Regions from separate parts of the Zea mays genome. Here region 1 is linked to region 2. A link is a contact called in public Hi-C data. All regions are on one chromosome and are shown on one strand. The core of a region is the stretch at or near the end of the contact, and the rest is flanking DNA. Distances in the headings are between cores, read along the strand shown.

Region 1 (5,751 bases), core at 2,046-4,545, 310 kb after region 2:
TAGGAGTCAGCTGATGAAGATAAATCTCAAAATTTTCTAGCACGTCTGCAATCATTCCGTGCAGAGGAAACCTCAACCCTGCTTTGAAGAAGCTCTTAAAAACTACCACTTCATCACTTTATGGTTTCGGGATAGTCTCTTCCCCGCCAAAGCGAATCAACTTCTTCTCGGCTTCACTGAAGTAGCCTAGCTTCGTCATCATGGGCATGTCAGCTTCAGACATAGTCGACTTCCCAAAATCCAAATGGCTGGGCTTGGATGGCGTAGCGGTGTTATAATCAATCCCTTCTTCACCAATATCGCCCTCTTCAATATTTGCCTGCTTGGCTTCAGTAGCAGGTGCACCTTCGTCAGAAACGCCCTCCGTTACAACCAGTCTCGACCACCTCATAACTTCGGAGATTGGCGCAGTCTCAGTAGCTTTGGTCTCCTCTTCGTCACGGGTTATCCTAGCTGTCGAGCGCACCCTGGCCATTTAATGCTGAATTTCTCGCGTTTTGGCAAAGTTGAATGTTTTTTGTTTTTTTCGAAGCTCTCTCTCTTGTGACGAAGCTAAAGTAAAATGATACTTCGATTGAGAATGCGGTGAATGAGCTTTGGCTGTGGTCAAATTTTTCGGCAGCACAACAGAACAATGGCAGTAAATGTTGTGGTAACTTCACACCTACCCGTCTGTTTATATAGTGCTGCAGGTGAGAAGGTGAATCGTCAAGCCGCTCGCACCCACCGAACAGTCGCTCGCACCCACTAAACGGTGGACCATAGTGCCCAAGAAGATGAATCACCAAATCACGCGTACCCGTTGTATGCTGGGACCACCCTTCACTCGGAATATTTAAATCGTTTCTCGACAACGAGCTGAGGGAAGGTGTTTTTCGGACATTCGGCATTCCGAAGCCTGAGAGAATTTTTCACGGGTCGAGCTCGTTACGAAAAACGATCTGGCACCGTGAAGGGGCTACTGTTAGGGGTCTGCTTCGTCGCCGAAGGTCCAATAAGAAGAAACACCTTTGAAAGTTGGACACAAAGCCGAAGCTATTAATCAGAGAGCTTCGGAGTATATTTCCAGATGCACCGACTTAAAGATGAAATGACCAATCAGCCCATGATAGCTTGTGTTATGATTGTAATCATTTGAAAAGGGCACGAATGTAATTTCTCACAGGTTGTGTCCTGTGCCTATAAATAGATGAATAGTACCCCTGTACTGTTCACGCTATCTTGTATTCGCTCGTGCGTAACACTCGGATTTTTGCCTTATATCAAGCCGAAGGTATAAATGTAATTAAAATATTGCCTTTATATTTATCCAAGTTTATATAATGAAGATATGTGAATGATGTTACATGATTATTCATATTATCTTTCATGTTTCACATGCTTTGTCTTTCATAAATATATACCGTGATGATGAAGGTACGTCCTTCATGACCTTCGTCCGAAGATCGTTATATCCTGAGGGAAATAATGCTTCGAAGGACGAAGGACATTAACATTTAATACTTCGTGTTGCCTTGTTCTTAACTCATAGCATTTTAGAACAAGTCCCCAATAATAATCATGATTTTGTTAATCATCATGGCATAGTTAGGTTAAACCTGATGGGACCTAATAGGTTACCTAGTTTTGTTTATCCTACATCTTGCATACAAATGAATTATTGAGTAGTTTTGCTATTGCTTTACCTGGTTTTGGGATTAATGTTATATATGCACTATGATCATGTCTTATTATTGTTGTTGGCTTTATTATTATATACGTGATAAGATCATTTTGTTAATTGGAACATGGAGCGACCACCCGAGACAATAGTGCAATCACAAGGACTATATGGCTCTAGTCTTGGCCAAGTAATTAGAAAGCTAGTGTGATATAATCCTTTCCCGAAAGGGACAAGCGTGGAGATAGTGAATAGTGTTGGCTGTAATTACAGCGATGGGGTTATAGACCATGGAAAAAGGAATATGTTTCCTTCGTTTTGAAACCGTGCGCTTTTTCTCATGCTAGTGTAACTTTGTAAATGCCTCGTAGTGAGCCCTGGCCTACTCACCTTAGTAGCGTTTAACAATCCTGCAACCTAAGGCAAATAAGGGAATCACAACTTGTGGGTAACGATGTGTCACCTCTATAGAGTGTAAAACTAATATATCACCCATGCTCAAGGTCATAAGCGGCTCAGACCCTCACATGAGTAATTTATGGAACTAAATTTAAACATGTCATGCTTTGCATTGTGGGATCATTATATGATATTTCTATATTGATCAAGTATTTAATTGGATTGATATATACTTATACTTAGTAATTGCTAATAAAATTTTGACCAACTTAATTAAAAGTTATGCTCAGCCTTAACCAAATTCCTTGGTAAGCCTTACACTACACTTTTCCTCACACTTGTTGAGTGACGACCATATGGGAGCTCACCGTTGCTATAATCTTATCAGATCAAGAACATGTATCGCCAGAGGAGGACTACTACGACGAGATCTAGGCGTCGTCTCCAGTCAACTATGGCGCCGTGAAGATAGTTATCTTAGTTCGAATTATTTTATTATCAGTTATTTTGTAAAACATTCTCGTTATGTAATAAAAATTATGACATTCGTCTATATACATTGATTCACTGTATGTGTGATATTTGACTTTGGCGCACATATGAGATACATCCGGATCTGCTCTTAAATCCGGGTGTGACACATCCAAATTTATTTCAACTCACAGATGCATTGGGATAATATAAAGGAGAGGGGTGAGATGCATGTGTATTATTGTTGGGGATATAAGCTAGGGTCAGAAAAAAGCTCGAGACTCGCAAGCCGGCTAGCGAGTTATGCCAAATTAATTAATCTGTAAAATAGCTATGGATGTTAAATAATTCTTTAGATAATAAACTTGTTTCAAAGCTTTTGATGATGAATATATAATGATACATAATTTAGATTTACTCATAATATTGAATGATAATTTTATATTCAACACTTATATATTTTTAATTTATTTTATAATGTAATAATATTTATCAAAGTACGGCAGCTCGCGAGCTCCATGCCCCAGCTGCTGCATGCTCACTGCCAATCACAACAAAGCTGATTGGTACGTGAGTGCAGTGCAATGAGCAAAATTCTCGGGCATCCTGTGCTCTCTCTCTCTTTCTTCAGTTGTCTTGTGCAGGAATTTTCTTTGTGCGTGCTGTGCTGCTGGTCAAAAATGATGTGCTGGTCAGGTGTGGCCCAGTCAAGCCCAGCACGTCCACTAGCCGTTTCAGAATCAAGAGCTGAGAGAGACAGGGACTCATATAGGCCTGCCCAGTTCATTCATACTGGCCCGTCTGTCCGGCTCGACCCGATCCGACCCGGCTCGGCCGAGCACTAACTCAACACAAATGTGTTCCACACACACACTTCCAGGCTCCAGGCAAGTGATCAGTAAACCATTCTGTTTTAGATATGATCTGTAAACCATATCGGCTTAACCAGTTGCTGTCAAGAGATTGACATGTACCGGCCGGCAAGCCATGCTAGTTTCGTCAGTTTCCTGTGCAGAGTTGACATAAACCAGTGTCTCTGTTCAGAGTTGACATGGAGCAGTGGTCAATGATAGATTACCGATACCATCATGCTAATATATTGGCCATGTTTAGTTCAGCTTTTTTCTTATAAACTTTTCTGATAATCTGGCTGTGGAGAAAATCTAGTTGTGAGGAGAATCTAAGTATAGTAGAGATTGCGTGCGGAGAAAGATTAATGTGTGGTTCAGAATCTAGAAAGTGATAGATTCCTACTATTGCAGCGACTCGACCAATTCTGTGTTCACGTGATTTTGGATGATTTTTACCAAATCGATTATTATATAAGCGGACTGAAAAACTAAGTGTTTGACAATCTACATCAGCTTCTGGTGGCCAAAAACTCAAAAAAACAGAAACAAAAGGGGCTAATTATCTACGCGCATCTAGCGTATTCATTTTCTGCTGGAACCAGAAATGGAGGGCACTGTGATCTGAAAACACTACTGGACAGTGCAGCAGAACTCCATATCAACTTGCACGCAGAAAGCAAGCACAGTGCAGCTGCTAATCCTGCGGTCTCCACGGGGGACAAGGAGAAAAACCCTACCTCAAGTGGGTGCCAATCCCAATCATTGCTCACACTTTAGGAGGATAAAGCAGCATGCTGACAAATGTAAAGCCTCTTCGTCTCTAGAAAAAGGAAATATTTATAGCCCTCACGAACAGTGAGATGGAGGACTGTAGTAGTGTGTAGGCTGCATCAAAAAGTAGCAGCAATTTTTTTTAAAAAGAACATCAAGTGAGCGCTACTGCAGAATCAGCTGCTAATGCTTCTTCAGTAGTGGCCTGAATGATGTGCCACGCATTAGTCTGCCAGTAGTTTGTTTGCAATGTGTGCACACGCCAACCTGCATCTTTTTTCTGCTCAGCCAGCAGCGCTTAGCAGTTTAGTGCCCGAATTACTACTTTTGTTTAGTACTCCTATATTCGCTTAATTGAGCACTGAGGTATACGTACTGTTGAGTGAGATTAGATTTGGCTGAAGACTTCATCAGTCAACATTATTCGGTCTCTACCTAGAATATTAATATTGTCGGTGCTAGGTACCAACAGCGCACTACGAGGTGTTTCATGAAGTGGTTTTGGGGGACGGCGACGTTGATCGCACCTCGATGGTTCTACCCGGAGGGGATGACGCCTGGGAGCTGCGCCCGGGAGTCCGGAAACCATCGATAGGACCGATGACGTCGGACCTAGACCTACGCAACGTCCGGGTCCGCCACGTGTCCTAGAGGGGAAGACGCTCGGGAGCTGCGCCTACGAGTCCGGACCCCATCGATAAGGCTAATGACGTCGGACCTGGACCCGCGTAGGGGCAGGTCTAGGTAGGGGCGGACCCACAGGGGGTCCCGGTGAGCCCTGGCACACCCTAAGCCAGGCCCACTGGGGACCCACCCCGGCCATCCGTTCGTTTCCATCTTCTACGTGACTTTCCAACTTCTACGTTCCTGGAGACCTGGCGCCTAGCATCTCGCGTAGTCGCGTTCCTGACTTCCTGGCGGCTGGCACCTTGGCTGGGCAGCTGGCATCTCGGCGTTCTGGCAGTCGTTCCTCACGTCTAACATCTTGCTCGCCTGCCCGATCGGCTCGCGCGGTGGTGCCCTACTGCCCTTCCCCAGATCTAGTTCCCCGCGTACAGGTGCGCAGGCCGCAGCCTACAGGAACATCACGCCCTTGGCCCTGCTGTTGATTTTTTTCTTATTGATTATTGATTCACTATCATTATTTTTGTAGTGACTAAAATATGAAGAAGCAGGGAGATATTGCCTCTCTTTTTCGCAATCATGCTGCAAAGAAACAGAAGTTTATTGCGTCGACACCTCAAGAATAAGAGGAAGAGATGATAAATGAAGAAATTGTGAATCCAATGCCATCTGCACCGCCACCGCCAACACTTTATGATGTCAGTCGTCTTCCACATGATCCAGGTGAAAGACAACCTATTGCAAGTTACCTTGCTAATGATCATGATGCAATTCGAAGAGCATATATTCTTAGAGGTCCATTTCAACCATATGCACATGAATTCCCAAATAGGAAAATTGGAGATAGAGATCACCATTTTAATTTTGTGTGGTTTCAAAATTTTCCTTGGATTGAATATAGTGTCAAGAAAGATGCTGCATTTTGCTTTATGTGCTACTTATTCAAAAGTAAAGCAAATAAGGGCAAAGGGACTT
Region 2 (6,432 bases), core at 3,273-5,772:
AAAGAAGGCATATAAGAAGTTCAAACATTTCACAGATGAAACTGTCGATCAAGGTTGCAGGACAGTTACCTACCGCTGTTGTCTGTGTGGAGCTTCTTCAAATTCTTTCAAGTTGTTGAACACTGAGTGTGAGCAGAACAAGGGGAAAGCGGACAATAAATCCATCTTGGACTTAGACGATGAGGTTAAGCTTGCATGCATTTGTTCTTTTGCTTAACCTATCAGTTATTTAGAATAATTAGTAATTATCGTGTGGGATTGAATGCAGGAATGCACAACTGCTTTTGTATTTTTCAAAACTCGGTATGCAGCACTTATTGCGTCAGAAATACTTCAAACATCTAACCCTATGAAATGGGTTGCTAATCTTGCTCCAGAACCAGAAGACGTGTATTGGTCCAATCTTTGGCTACCCTATAAGCAACTTTGGGCTCGCCGTATTGCTACACTCCTAGGCTCTATCTTTTTCATGTTCATATTTCTGATACCGGTGACATTTATACAAGGACTATCTCAGCTAGAGCAGTTGCAGCAGAGGCTTCCTTTCCTAAGAGGAATATTGAAGAAGTGAGTACAGAACTTCCAGTTGTGCTCCCCTAATGACAGTATAAAAATCATCTTGATAGAGTTTGACATATGCTGTGATCTCATGTTGCTAGACGCCAATGTTTTCAAGTCGGACGACTTACTGGTCGTTCTGGCTGACCGACTAGGGCGATTAATCACGATTAGTCGGACGACTTGGACGATTAATTGTAATTGGTCCAAACCGACTTGGACGATTAATCGCGAATAATCATGATTAATCGGACGACTTGAAAACATTGCTAGACGCTATTCATTTATCTGTCTCCACAATATACCTATTAACTGTTATTTATGTGCAGGAAATACTACATGACTCAGCTAGTAACTGGGTACCTTCCCAGTGTCATACTGCAAATCTTCCTGTACATTGTTGCTCCAATTATGATGCTGTTTTCTACATTGGAGGGCCCTACATCTCACAGTGAAAGGAAGAGAAGTGCTTGCTGTAAAGTGCTGTACTTTACAGTTTGGAACATATTCTTTGCTAATGTATTATCTGGTACTGTCATTAGTCAATTGAATGTGTTATCAAGCCCAAAGGACATACCTGTCCAGCTTGCTAAAGCTGTACCTGGACAGGTAAATCACATTCTTTTTTTCCGGTTCATGCTATATAAAGAACAAGATCTTGGCTAAGATATATAAATTTCTTGCATATGCAAATATACTATATTTGTTCTGTATTTAATTTTCATCTAATATTTCTTTTGCTTTTCTGCAAATCTAATTTTACTCCAGGCCACTTTCTTCATCACCTATGTCCTGACCTCAGGATGGGCTAGTTTGTCATCTGAAGTTATGCAACTCTTTGGTCTGATATGGAACTTTATAATCAAATACGTTCTGAGAATGAGAGAAGATACAGAATTCGTTCCCTCGTTTCCTTACCACACAGAAGTACCAAAAGTTCTGTTGTTTGGACTATTGGGCTTCACATTTTCTGTGCTGGCTCCTCTGATCTTACCTTTTCTGCTGGTGTACTTTTGTCTTGGTTATGTTGTATACCGCAATCAGGTGAGAAGCTAGAGGATGTATCCTTGTTATTTACCCCAAATTTATCTGTAGCATGCTAATATACTATTCTTTTCAGTTGCTCAATGTGTATCGAACAAGGTATGACACAGGTGGTTTGTATTGGCCAATTGCATACAACACAGTCATATTCTCACTTGTGCTCACCCAGATCATCTGCCTTGGTGTATTTGGCCTTAAAGAATCGCCGGTAGCTGCAGGCTTCACTGTACCTCTTATCATCCTTACTCTTTTGTTTAACCAGTACTGCAGAAACCGGCTTCTTCCATTATTCAAGACTTTTCCAGCACAGGTAATAACGTTAGTTCTTTAATAATATCATGTTGAAATGTCAGTTGCTATCTTGTGATGTTGACTGCTGCAATGTGATTGTGCAGGATTTAATCGACATGGACAGGGAAGATGAACGATCAGGAAGAATGGATGAAATTCACCACGGACTTCATTCTGCTTATTGCCAGTTCGCTGACACTGTAGATGTGCCCTTGGATAAAATTGAAATCGTTGGTGGGGATGAGGAGCAAGGCTCTAGCTCGGGTCAGTCCAGTGTTAAAGAAACGTGCGAGGATCCCAAGAAGCACCTGGCTCACCCTACACTAAAAGGACTCCCTGTTAACCGCCTCCGGCATGCCGTGAGGTCGGTTACTTTCCTGATCAGATTGCAGAGAAGAGGTTTATCAGAACAGAAAATCGGATAATTAGTTAGCCGCCAACCCCCTTTGCTTGTTGGCTATATAAATGTACAGAGGCATACATGCATATACGATCGTTCCCTTAGAAGAGAGAAGGGCTAATGTAGAAGTCTGTGGGAGAACATCATCATGAGTGTTGAGGTGCAATTTTGTTTTGTCGCATGGATGAGTTTGTTGGTTCTGCGGGTTATCTGGCAGATTCAGCTACCCAAACCTTAGCCTTGCACGTTGATGAAATTAATGCTCATGGTTTTGTTGTAAGAGATTAATGTGGCCAAAGTGATCTAGATGTATAATGTCCTCCTCTCCATTGGTTTGTGTTTGAGCCTCGCAACTTTAGCAGGTCTGTTAGTCTTCATGCGCCAATCATATTGAGGTATTGAGAATTATACTAATTGGTTTGTCTGACAAGCTGTAAGCATGTTAGTCCATGCTGTCGAGCAGCAGGTGTGGAGGTTCTTAACATGTAGCATTGAGCTGGTATCTGCATATCTGCAGCTGTTGGGTATCATATTCCTTTTTTTAAGAACATGACCTTGGCGACGTCTTACCACGTTTTTTTTATTGAAAGTAGAATTACGCGATGCAATCATAAGAGACCCTTATACCGTAGGTTATAAACCATAAAAGATCATAAGAGACCCTTATAGCGTAGGTTATAAACCATAAAAACTAATTTGGAAACAAGTAGATTGGAGAGTCTAAAATTATATTTATATTTAATTTAAATATAAAGAGGATTTAAGCCTCTCAAGCCTCTGACTCCCAAACTAGTTCTAGCTCTAACGGAAAAGAGAATTGAATTAGCTAAAATCTCCATCCTATGGAAGAGGATTTTAGCTCCCCGAGGATTTGTTTGGAAAGGATATTGGATGGAATTGAGGAGCCTAAAATCTTATTACTATTCTAACAAACCTTCAATCCTCTTCAACTCCTTTGTTTCCCAACTAGTTTGCTTCTCAATTGGTTCCGACTGGTAGCATTTTCAACGGAACATGTCTTTAAAGATGGTTTTTACTGTAAAGGTCTGTTTGGGAGCAAGTGACAAGTGTAATGAAGATGATTGAGGAAGCTACAATCTCTTACTATTTAATTTTGAATAGTAATAGATTATAGCAACATCAATCCCCTCCAATCTACTTATTTTCGAACACACTAAAGTGCATCTGTAATAGCTCCTTAAAACCTTAATCTCAATCCTCTTTTTAGAGAAAAAAAAACCTTTCCAACCGTTTTCTAGCTGTGCTCCTTAAATTGCCGCACGCGTATATCACCCCACACGCGGCGCAAATATTCGCCGGGCAGGCAGGCACCGTGCTCCCAATCCGCCGCTAGTTTTCCAATTCGCGCGATTTCCTTTTGGCGCCATCCGTGAGCTTCGGCAGCAGGTATCGCGCGAGGCGCTGCGTCCCTGTCGAGCAGACCTGCTCCCTCCTCGAGCAACGGTACGCTTCCCTCTCTGTGGAGTTCGATTGCTCCAAGGACGAGGCCGCCCAGCTTGCCTCCTCCCAAGCGGAAATACATCCACGAGTAGATCGATTTGGACGCAAAGGACGAGCGACTCCGGCTGAACTCTGAGCTAATGGAGATGTTGTTGGAGTTGTTGGACGCAAAGGACGAGCGATTTCCTTTTGGGAGTTGTTGGAGTATTAACAAATTTTTTTAGGAACTAAATTTTTAAGAGGTTCCAATTTTTATGTATTAGGATAAATATTTTCAGAGCTAATGGAGATGCTCTAAGAGATGGTTTTCCGAGAGTGTTATAAAATTCAAGTGGTATTAGAGGTGGTTTTTACGATTTTTCCCTGTCATGTAATGTATCAAGATGTGATCTATATCATTGGTTTCTGAGGAGCTATGAATCACTACTACTTTATGTATTTCAGCCAGGATGTTTTCATTTACTAGCAAATTATTTTCAGGATGCTGGAGGCATGGCTCTACAAGATGGGCCATTCTGATATACTCCTACATGAGGCCCACTTATTGAAGGCAGGAGAAGACGTTTGGGTTGGGCCCAGTCGAGCAAGGACCGTGTGGTCTGGCGCGCGGTCGACGGCATGGGTCGCGTGGCCGTCGAAGAATAGCAGCGCACGTGTCCAGCTTTCAGTGGCATGCATGCATAGCCGGCCAAAAAATAGCAGCGATTCGTTGCTACAAAGAGCATGCATCTGGATTGGAACAGAGGCGAATGCCGCATGATGCGTCGCCGAGCCATGACGATGACAATAGCCGCCGTGCTCTGCCTGCTCCTCTTCTCTGGCCGTCTCGCCGCGGCGGAGAAGACTTTCCGCGGAGGCGGAGGCGGAGGCTACGGCGGGTTGGAGGCCGGTGGCGGAGGCGGCGGCGGCGGCTACTCCACCCCGAGCGAGGCAGCGCCATCCACGCCTGCCGCTGGGGAGACGACGACCCCTTCGTCAGGCGGCGGTTACTCCACCCCTAGCGAGGCAGCGCCATCCACGCCTGCCGCTGAGGAGACGACGACGACTCCTTCGTCAGGCGGCGGGGGTTACGGCGGTGCAACCGGCAAGGCTTCCTCAGGCGGCGGCGGGCTGGACCCCGACGGCGACCCAGAGGTTGGGCTGAACGGGAAGGCGATCGAGGAGATCGTGAACGAGCACAACGTGTTCCGCGCCAAGGAGCACGTGCCTCCGCTGGTGTGGAACGCGACGCTGGCCAGGTTCTCGCAGCAGTACGCGGAGACGCTCAAGGGCAACTGCCAGCAGATCCACTCGTCGTCGCCGTACGGGGAGAACCTGATGGAGGGCACCCCGGGGCTGACCTGGAAGATCACCGTGGACGGCTGGAGCGAGGAGAAGAAGAACTACCACTACAACTCAGACACCTGCGACCCCGGCAAGATGTGCGGCCACTACAAGGCCGTCGTCTGGAAGACCACCACCAGCGTCGGCTGCGGACGCATCAAGTGCAACAGCGGCGACACCATCATCATGTGCAGCTACTGGCCGCCGGGGAACTACGACGGCGTTAAGCCATACTAAAATATATATCGACCCATTGCATATATATGTTGCAGAGCTTTTTATTTTGGCAACATATCTAGTGCACATGATCTGCTGGTACACATCATACACATATTTCGTATGATTGGATGTATGCGCGAGCGCATGCAGGCTCGCCTAATCCTGTCCCGCGGGATACGGCCGATTCCCCGCGCCCTGGGCATGCAAGTGAACGAGCCCTTTTTAGATCTGACCTGCACCGACGCATACCGGCTCGGATAGTGCTGTGCAGGTAAACAATCAAACACGCAACTACAGTCAGCAGCTACGGTCAACGCATCCCACGGGCCTGGACACAGCCGGCCAGGAAACCAATCATACGGATTAAATCCTGTCCTTTCATTTAAGATCCAGTGTCTTACAATTATCTCATCTCTCTCCTGCCTTTTTGCTAAAATGGCCTCCCATCTCTCTCACTTCCTGCCATGTCGTTTTTTAGAAACCCGCCCGGCGGACTGTTTATGTCCTTGATTAGAGCGGTGGGAAGATAAACAGTCCGCTAGATTTTTTTGCGTGCTAGATTTTTTTCTTCCTCCGGTCAATCAAATATAAATGTATTGTATAGGTGAATATATAGTGGCGTTTTCATGCACCAACAGGCTGAACGAACAAGATCAATGAGCATATTAAATCTAGTACATGTATAGTGTGCTCAAACCGGTACCGTACTCATATGCGCATATTAAATCTAGAGCGTCTATTACACATCCGATGGCAACAACCAATTTTGCGAAATACTCCTTCCACCTCTCCCCACATCCCAGTGTATTAAATCGCGGGCTAAGAGGTTTAGCGGCTGGGTTCCAGAACAGCTAAGTCCAGCTATAACCGGCTATAGCGGAAGCTAAACATTTTAGCGGATTTGCAAAAAAAAAAAAATAGAGTATAAATTTGACACAGATGAATAGACAACAAATTTGATAGTCATACATATTGTCATACATATAGGAGTTCAGCTCTATACATGACTGCCGTAAAATGTCTGAGCAGCTTAACTTAAAACAAAATGTCTGAGCTCAGCTTAACTTAAAACAAAATGTCTAAGCTCCAAGACATTGAGATCATTAGTTTAGTTCACAGTTCACCCAAAATGACTG

What was found. Hi-C and Micro-C count contacts between places; a contact is called where the count stands out from the background.
Region 1: a contact with region 2 is called in a Hi-C map of tassel, with 6 times the contacts expected there. The contact joins the enhancer-like site here to the promoter of LOC100194144 in region 2. A contact is called at or near these places in 4 of 25 Hi-C or Micro-C datasets (bundle sheath, leaf and tassel).

The regions. Positions count from the first base shown.
Region 1 is chr3:108,174,861-108,180,611 of Zm-B73-REFERENCE-NAM-5.0, forward strand. No RefSeq gene overlaps it. Among protein-coding and RNA genes, the nearest start is that of LOC103650299, 110 kb to the left of the region's middle. Within about 2 kb of position 3,296, at least 15 of the 20 cell types and tissues checked have an H3K27ac peak or open chromatin away from gene starts, as enhancers often do. A contact at or near this core is called in bundle sheath, leaf and tassel, where this site is marked.
Region 2 is chr3:107,862,330-107,868,761 of Zm-B73-REFERENCE-NAM-5.0, forward strand. LOC100194144 reads left to right here and starts at 4,523. Exons shown (of 1, transcript NM_001139195.1): 1 at 4,523-5,396. The coding sequence starts at 4,529. The coding sequence ends at 5,314. It overlaps LOC103650301 (CSC1-like protein RXW8), which reads left to right. Exons shown (of 12, transcript XM_008675906.3): 7 at 1-184; 8 at 269-567; 9 at 888-1,167; 10 at 1,327-1,602; 11 at 1,679-1,912; 12 at 1,998-2,628. The coding sequence ends at 2,318. It overlaps LOC103650300, which reads right to left. Exons shown (of 2, transcript XM_008675905.3): 2 at 6,243-6,432.